4 separate regions of the Mus musculus genome follow, and regions 1, 2 and 3 are each linked to region 4. A link is a contact called in public Hi-C, Micro-C and promoter capture Hi-C data. All regions are on one chromosome and are shown on one strand. The core of a region is the stretch at or near the end of the contact, and the rest is flanking DNA. Distances in the headings are between cores, read along the strand shown.

Region 1 (2,838 bases), core at 36-2,535, 280 kb after region 4:
TAGGAGTAGCTAGAATTAGCATTCCCCATCTTAAGGTTCTCATCACATTCAAGGATAAATGGGTCTGAGGCCTCGGGGTCAAGACTTCAAGTGCTTAAATCTTCCAGCTTCCACTTTCAGATCAACAAGGTTAGGTAAAGGAACGCGCAGTGACAAAGTTTTTAGGAGCCCTGAGTTCCACAGCTTATCAGCTGTGAGATTTTACAGGCCATTCATTCTTATTCACTCCAAGGCACTGAAATCTTTGTTTACTACATAGTCTGGGCTGGCTCCAAACTCTGGCTCTTCCTGTCTCCGCAACCAGAGTCTGGGATTACAGGTGTTCACGACCGCGCCTAGATTCCAGTATTCTGTTAAATGGGGACTGTGTTCCAGCGCTGTGTACAACGGGCTGTTCTGTACGCAGGCTTAGGAATTAATGCAGTTTTCTGCCAGTCTCATCCCAACAAGCATGTGTCATCTCCATGTGGCATGCACTAGAGGCCATGTTGCACCTAGAACCAAGTTGGGCAGGTTCCTGAGGTTTCCCAATCCTGCAAACACTTATGTGGGAGTAAGAGTAGAGCAAGATGGTCACTTCCCTAGCAGGACTCAATAAGCAGCTCCTCCACTTTAGCCCCCTCACAGGCAGGCGGACCCAGCTAGGGTAAGTGGATCTTTGGAACGCCCCAGAGAATCCGTCCGCTGGCCTCGCGGGACGTCGAAGCCGGTTTCCTAGACGACCTTTCTCCACTCCATTTTCTCACTATCCCAAGGCTACCGCCTGTCCTCTTGTCCTCACTAGCTGCTGTCCCAGGCCCATACCCGAGTCACTGGGTACGTCAGGAAGTGGTGAGCAGCTCGTTGAACAAGAAGCTGGTTTAGAGAGACTTAAGCTCCACGGTGAACGCTAGGAAGAAAAGCTGAGCGCCGCTGGGTATGGGATGCCCGCTCAACCCAAGGCTGCGGTGGGGCTGGCGGAGCGCCACGTTTAGTCCCCAAGTGTCGCGACGCCCTGCAACCCAACCTCCCGAGGGCCCGCCCCTTAGTGCCTGCCCCCCAAGCTCCGCCCTCCCTTAGCTGCCAGAAAAACCCGGCTGAAGGTTCCGCCCCTCAGTCCCCTCTCCGAGCCTTGTCCCTCATGCCCCGCCCCTCTCGAAAAAGACCCGCTTTGCGGCCCCACCCCTTAGACTCCGCCCCCCCAGGTTCCGCGAACAGCCTTCCGAAACCCGGTTGAGGCCCCGCCCTAGGTCGAGACCACGCCCCCTGCTCATCCGCGCTTGTGGTTCCCGCTGATCTCTCCAAAGTCCCGCGGCCAGGGGTGTCGGCTTTCCGCCGCAGGCGGCCGGTGCTGCGCTAGGTCCTAGCCCCCTCCCCCCGGCCCCTCCTTCGATCGCTGTGGTCGGGTAGCGCCTGGCGGGCGGCCTGCGGGCGGGCCGTCCTCTCAGCCGTAGCCCACCCCCTCTTAAAGCCGCGGCGGGAAGATGAGGTTTCGTGAGCAGTTCCTGGGCGGCAGCGCCGCGATGCCGGGCGCGACCCTGCAGCGGGCCTGCCGCCTGCTCGTGGCCGTCTGCGCGCTGCACCTCGGCGTCACCCTCGTCTATTACCTCTCTGGCCGCGATCTGAGCCGCCTGCCCCAGTTGGTCGGAGTCTCCTCTACACTGCAGGGCGGCACGAACGGCGCCGCAGCCAGCAAGCAGCCCCCAGGAGAGCAGCGGCCGCGGGGTGCGCGGCCGCCGCCTCCTTTAGGCGTCTCCCCGAAGCCTCGCCCGGGTCTCGACTCCAGCCCTGGTGCAGCTTCTGGCCCCGGCTTGAAGAGCAACTTGTCTTCGTTGCCAGTGCCCACCACCACTGGACTGTTGTCGCTGCCAGCTTGCCCTGAGGAGTCCCCGCTGCTCGGTAAGACCCAGGATCTGAGGACGTGGACTCCTCGGATTTCCTCAGTAGGGTTCCAGGGATATTATCCTAAGATCTCTTTCAGGACTGCCAGCCACCAGGTTTTGATCAGAGTGCATAATCCCCAAGAAGGGCTTAATCCTCTTTGGGATGACCCAAAGAGAGGTTGGCTGGTGTCTCAAGAGGCAGGGGCCCTGTTGGGAAACCCCCAGGCTCTTACCCCAGCACCAGACAAGGCCCTGGAGACACCCTTGTTCTGGCCCAGGACTCAGGAAGTTTGAAGTTGGGGTCAGTTTAGAGTAGACTGAAAAGGCTGCTCTGCAACCTTCCCTACCTATAGTAGCAACACCGGCAACCTTCAACCTTCTGAGGACAAGACCGACAGTGAGAAAACCACCTCCCCTCCCCACCACCCTCCACTCCGCCTTAGAACAAGCCACTTAACTTTCTCTTTAAGGTTTCTTTCTGGTAAATGGAGATAATAAACCACACGTATTTTGGAGTTGTTTTGAAGAAGTAAATGAAACATTGTAACTAAGAGTTTAAAGAATGAGGATGAACTCTTAGAAAGTTGCTACAATTGTGGGATTTCCTCCTGTTTGTAGGTGCTGAACCAAGGGGCCTTCTGTCTCCCACCCCAAGTTCCTCCTCCTGATGCTTCCTCTTAACCAAACTGAGCAGGGCCCTCTCCAGGGGCAGAGGGCCTGTGTACTCAGGGGACTGACTGGAGGGCTAAAATTAACCCGGTCAATGGGGCTGCACTTTCCTGGAAATACTTGCCCAGCTGATACCAGGCAGGGGGGCAAGTATATGAGTTTGTGTTCCCAGTACTAGGCGACTGGCCAGGGTAGAACTTTGACTGGAGATCACAGGTAGTGCCAGGTTTTAGAGAATGTTTCGCAGAGTGAATCCCATCTCCCCACAGACAGACAGGCAGGCAGCGTGCTAATAGCTCTGTCTCAT
Region 2 (2,993 bases), core at 198-2,697, 310 kb after region 4:
AGTGAGTGTTTGTCCTTCGTGTATTTCAGGTGACTGATCTGTCCCACCTTCTGTGGCTTCCTCCCTGTGTTCTAGTGCCTGGTTTGTTTGACATGTAAAGCTGGCCACCGCAGAATAACAGTTCCCCAAATGACAACATCAGTTCAGCGATGATATAGTTAGGCAGTGGTGAGGTAGAGAACTTTGAGGGGCTTCTTGGCCGCACAGTTTTTTCAGTGCCCTTGTGTGCGTTCCAGAAGCAGGATTTAATCTGCGCGGCTCCCATCCTGACTTGTCCTGAGCATAGTTTTTCTACGGAGCATCTTGCTGGGACTCATGTTTCTGGAACCTATATTGAAGATGTCCAGGGAGCATAGAGTATTGTGAGCCTGGGCTTGCAATCTTGGGTCTCTGCCTGGACCACTTTGTGCATTCCACAGGGTCTTTTCTTCCCTCTGTCCCTGACCATGTCAGAATCTGCTGTCCCTGAGTCTTTTGAGCCAACCACTTTCTTACTGACCCATTTCTCTGACTTCTTCTTCCTGGACAGGAACTCTGGAGCCATCCTAGCCTCAATTCATACCGATACTTTATTGGCCACTATTTCTAAGCTTTTTTTTTCTTCTTTAGATCTTTCTAGCTTGTTCTTTTTGTGTCCCCTCCTTTTCCTCTGGGATCTTATGACCGCCAGCCTTCTCTTTTGAGTCCCTTTTATTCCCCCCCCCCCCTGCTGTCTTCATTTTGAATCTGATTTCCTCTACGGTGATTCGCCCACACCACACCTGCTCCTTCCCTTTCCCCAGTTAGATCAGGTTTAGAAAGAGCCGTGGTAGTCGTATGTCTAAAACCACACTGATGGCAGGTGGCAGAGCTCGGGATTTTCTGAGAAAGTGTTTTCTCATCTGTGCTCACCGGTCTGTACCGCAGTACCCCAGCTCTGGGAGTTTCCTGAAGTGACTGATCACACTAGGGCTGGGCATGAATGCCTTTTCTACATCACCCTGTGTCACCCTTCTTCCAGGAGGAACTGTCCCCTCTGTAGCTGTGGTCTGGTCAGCTAATGCAGTCTGCGGCAGAGAGGCCCTGTGGCTGGCTAACTTCTTCCTTCCCCCTCTCTAGTTGGCCCCATGCTGATTGACTTTAATATTGCTGTGGATCTGGAGCTTTTGGCAAAGAAGAACCCAGAGATAAAGACGGGCGGCCGTTACTCCCCCAAGGACTGTGTCTCTCCTCACAAGGTGGCCATCATCATCCCATTCCGTAACCGGCAGGAGCATCTCAAATACTGGCTGTATTATTTGCATCCCATCCTTCAGCGCCAGCAACTCGACTATGGCATCTACGTCATCAATCAGGTGAGGTTTGGGAAGTGGGACAAGGGAGGTAGAACGCAGGCACACAAGTGTGTGCTCAGTGAGCGCCGAGGGAAGGGAGTGATCTCGGTCTACAAGGATGTGTCAACTCTGTCACTGTTGCTGTCCTTTAAACAGTGCAGCGAGCTAAGTGCCAAGCGGTATGCTCGCTTGTTGATATAGCTCTGTTAGCCAAGAGAAATAGATACGGTGTGCTTGGCCTTTTAAAAGTAAACTTCCAGCAAAAATGAAAGAAAAAGATATCTCCAATGATCGCAAAGTAAAACACTGATTATTTACCATTTTTAGGCTACTCTAGCTTTCTTCCTACTCCTCCTCCTCTTCTGCTGCTACTACTACTACTACTACTACTAATAATAATAATAATAATAATAATTCCAAAACAATCCATTTTTGTTTCAGATTTTTTTTGGCAACTTTGAAATTTATCCAGCTGGGTGGTCAGTATCATTCTTCAGGGACCATCCATAAGAGACCATGTATGTCTCTACAGCCAGCCATGGGTGAGAAGTCTGGGGGAGTCCTATTCTAGAGCCTCAGAGAGTGATATGGACTAGGCTGAGTTTCCTGCTGTACCTCAGATTGTGTGTGTCAGGCTCTCATCTGCTTAGGATACAAGCTGAAAACTTAGCCAGCCTCTATCACCACAACCCAGATTCAAATAGATCTAAAGCGTTTTAAAGGTTCTTTTGAGGCAGGGTCTCACTGTGTAGCCCTGGCTGTCCTGGAGCTCACTTTGTAGACTGGGCTGGCTCAGTCTCACCGAGCTCTGCACCTGCCTCTGCCTCCTGAGTGCTGGGATTAAAGGTGTGCACCTCTGCCACCTGGCTCACAGGCTATTTTAAATTGTAAACAAACTGCTTTGTAGCAAAGTCTTCATCTACCTAGTGTGGGCTGGAAGCTTCAAGGTGGCGGCATCTTACACTTCTTTAAACATCCCTGTAGCAACTGAGGCAGCCCTCAGATATCCTAGCTTCCCTAATGCAACATAAAGCCCCCTGACTTTGATAGAAGCAAAAAAAAAGGGGGGGCTCAAAATGTATGTTGAAGTAAAGGGGCAGTCTTTCCAAAAACACATTTTAATGAAACTTGGCACCTAGGCAGGTAAGTCAGACTCATCAACACACCTAGATTACAGAATATACATGAATTTCAGTATTGGGGACAAACTTGAAAAACCAAAGTTATATTCATGGGGAAAACAGTTGTGCTCATTAAGCATACTGAAGAAAAGTAATGTTTTTCGTTTTTTACTTAATTTCTTTAATATTTTTAAGTTCTTGGTGCATGCCTTTAATCCCAGGACTCTGGAGGCAGAGGCAAGTGCAGAGAATTTGAGGCCAGCCTGGTCTACAGATCGAGTTCCAGGACAGCCGGTACTACACAGTGAAACCCTGTCTCAAAAAACAAACAAAATGGTGTGATTGGATGGATGGTGACTGTTTAATGCTTTTGAAGCTCAGAGGAAGGAGAGAAGGCTGTGCCCCGATATATCTAGTACAGGAGTTCCTAAATGTGTGAGGAAGGCAGATCTCACTGTTCTAGAATCTTCCATGTACTGACACCTTGTGACCTCCGGAAGTGTTTCCTTAGCTAGTCTAGACAGCTATTTTCCAAGAATCATCTCCAGTGATGAGTGTC
Region 3 (3,069 bases), core at 172-2,671, 430 kb before region 4:
ATTCTATGTTTTCATTGTATTCGCATAACAATTCTATCAAAACCTGAAGCATACAAAAGGGTCTGTTTTATTATATCTAACTAGCTTGACCTTGGTAATGTCAACTTAAAACAAACTGCCTATAAATTAAGGGTCTGCTGCCTTGAGCACAGAACAAGAGTTTCAAATCACAATTCCGCCTCAACATAAAACCAGGGCATGACCAATAAATACAAGGAGAGACAGCCTCTCAATGCCTACAGAGCTCTAAGACTGATCGGTTCTTCAGCTGTAGATGACACGTGTCAAAGAAGCAGAAGGCACAAAGTTGATATACAAGAACCTCTACCAAAATATGTGAAGTCTTAGATATCATGGGCACAGATTTGCTCTCCAAACCTCAATATACCTAGGCTTAAGTATAGAAAAGCATTTTGTTTGTTTGTTTGTTTGTTTGTTTGTTTTTAAAGTAGATGCTCTGCTAGACGTTAGGAAATAAAAGCAATTTCTATAGGACAGAAAGAGTCATTCTTTTATATCGCAGAATGCTCCTTGAGAACCTGAGACTAGCTTATCATGTGTGGTGATTTGGGGAGTAATTCAACTCTCCTGTGAGAAGGGATAACATATTGCCAGGTGACAGAAACATAACGTTCACAAGGCTAAGTGAATGAGGGTCTTATAAGAAGGAAACTTGTGTTGGAGGGCAGGGAACATGGTTAGAAAAAGGGTCTTTTTTTCTTCCTCTCTGACTTCTTGCTCCAAATTCCTGCACACGATCTGTTCTATTCCGTGTCTCCTGTGCAGTTCTCATGCCCCCTCTCTGAGTTCCCACATGGCAAATGTCCCCACTTACTTAGCTCTGCAGTGACCATGCTGCAGTGTTGAATAAAAAAATCCACTGGGACAAGAATGAGAGGGGAATGAGGAAGGGACTCAGTGGAGTGTTGGGAGATTAAGGGCGAAGACAAGACAAGATGGGTCTGTGAAGAGATGGAAGTAATAAGAAAAAACCAGATTCGGTTAAAAGTAAAATGACTGTGGGTTCAGGAAAATTTGGGAGAGGAGGGCAGGATTTGTGAGAAAGAACAGGAGAATCAGGTCAGTGGGAACACAAACCAGGAGTCACAAGAAAGAGAGGTTGGAGGTCAACAGGAAATAACTGGCGGTTAAGGTCAGAGGTCTTCAGAAGACAGCAGGCCACAGTAAGACATTACCTGCTTACGAATCTGTTTCGAGGGCATTGCCGCAAGAATAGAAAGCACCTCACACCCTGAAAAACCTACAAAACGCTTCCTCTCCTGGGGAGTAGTTTCTCCTTCTTGACCACACACAGGAAGTGCAGACTCTCTTCCACTTCAATTCCCAGTCACCAGGGTTCTTCGGGGACAGCTGACGTTGTGGGTCCTCGCGCCCTTGTAGAACAGCATCAGCTCCTCCCTGACGCGGTTACCCAGCAACCGACAGGCACCGGGTGCGCAGGCGCACCTAGCGCCCCCTCCGGACACGGGGAGGAGGCGGAACTTGGGCGCGCAGGGATCCTCTGGCCCCGCTAAGCCCCGCCTCCGCAGAGAAAGATAAGTCCGCCCTCCGCGCAAGGAGCTCCCGCAAGTGGGAAGGGCTGGGGCACCCAGACACCGCCTTCTCATGAATAATGCAGGATCCGGGCGGTGTCCCGGACCCGGAAGTGGAGTTGCAGAGTCACCGCAGTGGCTGAGCTGCTGACAGGAGGCGGCGGCGGAGGAGGAGGCGAGGCAAGACCTGCGGCTCCGCGGGGCTACTGCCGCGGTAGCTCTAGGCAACCCCACGGAGCTACGCCGGTCTCAGTCATCCCGCGAGCCTCTCGCCGCCTATCCATCCTTCCATCCGCCTATCCGCCCGACCGGTCCAGGGCGGCCTAGTCTGCATAATCTGCCGGGCTTCTGGGGCCGCCGCCCCGCGCGGTCCCATCGGCGTCCCTGGCCGCGCCCGGCCCCTGGCCCGCTCGCCCGCCGGCACCATGATGGAGGAGATCGACCGGTTCCAGGTGCCCACCGCGCACTCGGAGATGCAGCCGCTGGTGAGGGGGCGGGCGGCGGAGAGGCCAGGGCCGGGAGGGGCGCCGCTGGAGGGGAGGGAAGGAACTAGGCCGTGGGGATTGTGCGAGGGGGCGCCATCTGATAAGGTAGAGGGAGTCCTGAAAACGCTTTGCCGGGGGAGGGAGATTTGCAGAGCGAGAAAACCGTGGGAGATTACCAGCGGTGCGAGCGAAGGACCTGAAAGGGCGGAGGGCACGGTCAGCAGATGCAGAACGCCGTCGGATAGGACCAAGGGAGGCACTCTAGTGCACACCTCTAGTGGAGGGCAATTTAGGAGGATGTCACAGAGCATCTTTGGCAGCAAGCCCGGGGGGTCGGATGAGAAAGGCGTTTAGCTCCCCGAGGCCTGTGATGCTCAGGGCGAGGGAGGAGGCCAGCAGATCAGTCTAAGGAGGAAAGGAAATAGGCCTTTAGAAAAGGAGAGGCCTGCCCGCCGGTCCTTTAGATAAATATAGCAAAGCTGAGCAGGAACCAGGCCTTGATGGGGGCAGAGGTTCATTGCAGAACCTGGGAATTTCCTTCCTCTCGAGAGAGGAGCCCCATTTCGATCTGGGGGCATCGGGAAGGGGAAGAGTTTGCGGTGGCGAGATGGAGACTCAAGGGTGTCCATGGGAAGGTATCTCCAGGATAAGAGGTGGAGCTGTGCTGAAGTGGGCCGTGCCGACCGGTTCGGAATTCGGAAGAGCCCCTATCATCTTAGGCCTACGTGTTTGGAGTCTTTGCTGGGCGGGGATCCTGCCTCCGGTCCGTGGTCCTGGAGTCAGGCAGGAATGATGTCATCGATGCCGGCGCCGAGGGGATGGAAGGGGGAGGGCGATGCCAGTTTATGGAGGCATGGCCTAAAGAAGAAGGTGCCTCCTGGCCATTGCCCTGAGGCTACCTGACTGTCATTGCTGTCAGCATATGGGTAGGAAAGTCAGAGGCCTAGCCAGCTGGCCTAGAGAATAGAGAGGAAAGAATGTAGAGGCCATGTTCATTGCTTAACCCACCTTGGGGCCTGTGCTAGTAAGAT
Region 4 (2,780 bases), core at 213-2,712:
AGTCCTAAAAATACCCATCACAACTACATGACTAAGATATTCGTTTAAAACTTGTGCCAAGATAACCCCTCCCTTCAAAACAAACGAAAACTGACTCATTGGCCTATTTTACCTAATTTTGGAAATAAAATAATAAATGAATTCCTAAACACCCATTCCCTCTGTCTCTACCCCCCACAACATCTTCACTCAGGGATTCTACCCTCCAAATAAACTGCTTCAGTCAAATCAAGACAAAACAAAACAAAACAAAACAAAAACAGTATCTCCAAGTACTGAACTCAGAAATAATTAATGGAAACAATGTCTATATAGTGGCAGCCTAAGGAAACACTCCACCATGAGAAAGCCTATCACCTCGGATGCAGCTCATCTGTGGGACGACCCCATTTGTTGGAGCTAACCACCTAAGCAAAAGCTTTTAATCTTGTCTCTCGAAAGTGGGAAACTATCAATCTGCCTGACGCGTTCCACCCTTTGTGGATGTTTGTACATGGAGTGTGTGGGGGGGGGGGGGGGGGTGCTAGTAAACTTGGTAGGAAAGGACAAAGGGCATTTTGGAAGCAGCAGAGACTGACTATAAAGTAAATGGAAAACGAGGACAGAAAGAGGACTAAATTAAAGTCCCCTCGAGTGGATGAACAACAAGACAACGGCCAGCACACCACCCTCCCTTTTTTGGCCACCCCCATGGTCCTCTTCCTTATTACCACCTACTGTAATCAAAAGTTGGACTACCACTACCCAAGACCAACAAATCCTCCAAATGTCAGGGCACTAGCAACACGGGCAATGACAGGCTAATATTCCTCCCCCACACCCCCCTAAAAAAGAGAAAAGTCCAATCCAGTAAGTGCAGGTCACCCTGCCCTCTGGGGCAGTTCCAGCCTGCGCAGAGAAGGCTCAGATGGGTCCGAGAAAGAGAAGCTAGACCATCCCTATTTCCACACACCCCTCAGCTGGAGAAACAAAACAAAGGCAGCCCTCCTTCCCGATAGCCACTACCCCAGCCAAAGAGGCTTTTCCTATTTCCCGGTGCAGTCTGGCCTCCCGCCCCCGCCCCATGACAAAGAAAAGGCACTTGGTGAGCAAGGCCTTCCTGCCTCTACGGATGGGGGAGGGGGCTGCGAGGTGAGGAGCCCCCACCCCCCACCCCCGGCTCCCCCGAGCTCACGCTCCCCGCCAGCGGCGGAAAGCCGAGACCGGGGAAGCTGGGCCGAGAAAGGGTGGCGGTACCTTGAAGTAGCCGCCTTCGTAGAGGGTGTTAGGGGGTCCGAAGATGGCCACCTCCCAGTTGTAGAGGTCGGACTCATCCACCAGGGTGATCCGGAAGCCCTCCACCGGTTCCTCCTGCAGGGATTTCAGCTCAAGCATCAGGGCTTTCTGCGAGCTGGTCATCTGCTGCTGGGCCATCGCGGCGGCGGCGGCCGTGCGGGGCCGCGGCCCCAGTCCTCGCGCACCGGCCGGGCCGGACCAGGCCCCTCCCCTCCGCTCGCCCTCGGGCCGGGCCGGGCCCCTGTCTGTCCTCACACGCCTGGCGGGGCCGGACCAGGCCCCAGACGGCCCGCGGGCCCGCCCGGGGTCCTCCTCACTCACGACTCGGGCCGGCCCGGGCCCTCCTCACACTCGGGCCGGGCGGGGGCGGGCCTAAGGGAGTTGGGGGAATCCGCTCCGGGCTCCGGGCCTCCCCCCCCCGGAGGGGGCCTCTACTTATGGGGGGGGGAGTGGAGGTGGAAGCGAAGGAAGGCGGCGGAGGGCAGACGATGGTGAAGACAGGGGTGGGGGGGCCGAGGCGGCCCGGGATCGCCGTGCTCGCTCGCCCTCTCGTTCTCCGCGGGGGCCGGAGGGGCGCACGAGGGAGGGCGCGCCGTGCGCTGGGGTCTCGGGACGGCGGCGGCGGCGGCTGCGCGGGGGGAGGGGCGGAGGAGGAGAGCGAGAGCGCCTCGCGCCGCGGGAGCAACAGAGCAGAGAAGGAGGGAGGGAGGGAGGGAGGGAGAGGAGGAGGGGCGCGCGCCGGGAGGGGGGCGGCTCGCGGCGACAGCGGCCCGGTGCGCGTGCGCGCGCCCCTCCCTCCCTCCTTCCCTCCCCCCCCCCCCGCCCTCCTCGCTGTGCTCTGCTCTACTCTGCTCCTGCCTGCTCGCTTCTCCACTCCCCCCTCCAACCCCCACCCCCAACCCCGGCCAGGCCCCACGGTGGCTGCGCTTTGTGACGCTTGCGCGTGTCCCCCACCCTTAAAGAGCCAAGCGGAGGTGGGGATCAAGGGCGGGTCGCAGAGGATTACTTTGGGCCCTAAGTGACGGTTGTGCGGCTGGACGCCGCGGTTCCAGAGGCGTGTCCCGGAAGGAACCTCAGCTCCTAAGGCTCTCAGCACTAGCGCCCAGTGTGTCCCCTGGCCTCCGCAACCTTCCTGTGAGGAGCCCTGGTCCTCCGCATGCACCCCTCGGTGACACCCAGGCTGTGGTCCTTACACTTAGTAGTGCTTCAGTAGGTTGTGTCTCCCACCTCAGGGGAGGCAGTCTCCCAAAGGAAAGCTAGAGAAAAGCAGGCAAGCTCCCGCTTCCTTTTACCGAGAGTAAGTAGTAGGTTGTGTAGAAAGCGGAGAGAACTAATGTTGAGCCCGATTACGGGGCTTCCATGAGATTTGGGGAAGAGCGCTGGCTATAACTTAGTCTACTTCTTTGCAAAATATTGATGTTGGCCTAGTGTGGCCTTGGAAGGGGACAAAAGCAAAATGATCAGTGTGAGGCCAACCTGGTCTACTTAAGTAGTTCCTTACCAGT

What was found. Promoter capture Hi-C pulls out the DNA fragments that hold promoters and counts their contacts. Hi-C and Micro-C count contacts between places; a contact is called where the count stands out from the background.
Region 1: a contact with region 4 is called in a Micro-C map of embryonic stem cells, with 3 times the contacts expected there. The contact joins the promoter of B4galt1 here to the promoter of Ube2r2 in region 4. A contact is called at or near these places in 9 of 39 promoter capture datasets (cranial neural crest, embryonic stem cells, erythroid cells and 6 more), 6 of 484 Hi-C or Micro-C datasets (CD4 T cells, embryonic fibroblasts, embryonic stem cells and 2 more) and 3 of 115 datasets of contacts at active chromatin or transcription factors (the SCID.adh cell line, bone marrow-derived macrophages and pancreatic cancer cells).
Region 2: a promoter capture Hi-C map of the HPC-7 cell line shows a contact between it and region 4. The contact joins the enhancer-like site here to the promoter of Ube2r2 in region 4. A contact is called at or near these places in 1 of 39 promoter capture datasets (the HPC-7 cell line), 3 of 115 datasets of contacts at active chromatin or transcription factors (effector CD8 T cells, embryonic stem cells and pancreatic cancer cells) and 2 of 9 other capture datasets (adipose tissue and liver).
Region 3: a Hi-C map of neutrophils shows a contact between it and region 4, with 6 times the contacts expected there. The contact joins the promoter of Dnaic1 here to the promoter of Ube2r2 in region 4. A contact is called at or near these places in 5 of 39 promoter capture datasets (cranial neural crest, frontonasal cranial neural crest, hippocampal neurons and 2 more), 2 of 484 Hi-C or Micro-C datasets (CD8 T cells and neutrophils), 1 of 115 datasets of contacts at active chromatin or transcription factors (extraembryonic endoderm stem cells) and 2 of 9 other capture datasets (adipose tissue and liver).

What each region holds. Positions count from the first base shown.
Region 1 is chr4:40,852,431-40,855,268 of GRCm38.p6, reverse strand. B4galt1 (UDP-Gal:betaGlcNAc beta 1,4- galactosyltransferase, polypeptide 1) reads left to right here and starts at 1,285. Exons shown (of 6, transcript NM_022305.5): 1 at 1,285-1,878. The coding sequence starts at 1,464.
Region 2 is chr4:40,821,780-40,824,772 of GRCm38.p6, reverse strand. It overlaps B4galt1 (UDP-Gal:betaGlcNAc beta 1,4- galactosyltransferase, polypeptide 1), which reads left to right. Exons shown (of 6, transcript NM_022305.5): 2 at 1,099-1,334. Among named protein-coding and RNA genes, the nearest start is that of Mir5123, 27 kb to the left of the region's middle. Within about 2 kb of position 1,447, at least 80 of the 459 cell types and tissues checked have an H3K27ac peak or open chromatin away from gene starts, as enhancers often do. A contact at or near this core is called in the HPC-7 cell line, effector CD8 T cells and liver, where this site is marked.
Region 3 is chr4:41,568,146-41,571,214 of GRCm38.p6, reverse strand. Dnaic1 (dynein, axonemal, intermediate chain 1) reads right to left here and starts at 1,421. Exons shown (of 20, transcript NM_175138.4): 1 at 1,197-1,421. The coding sequence starts at 1,223. Fam219a (family with sequence similarity 219, member A) reads left to right here and starts at 1,677. Exons shown (of 6, transcript NM_001159583.2): 1 at 1,677-2,038. The coding sequence starts at 1,979.
Region 4 is chr4:41,134,703-41,137,482 of GRCm38.p6, reverse strand. Ube2r2 (ubiquitin-conjugating enzyme E2R 2) reads right to left here and starts at 1,462. Exons shown (of 5, transcript NM_026275.4): 1 at 1,237-1,462. The coding sequence starts at 1,413.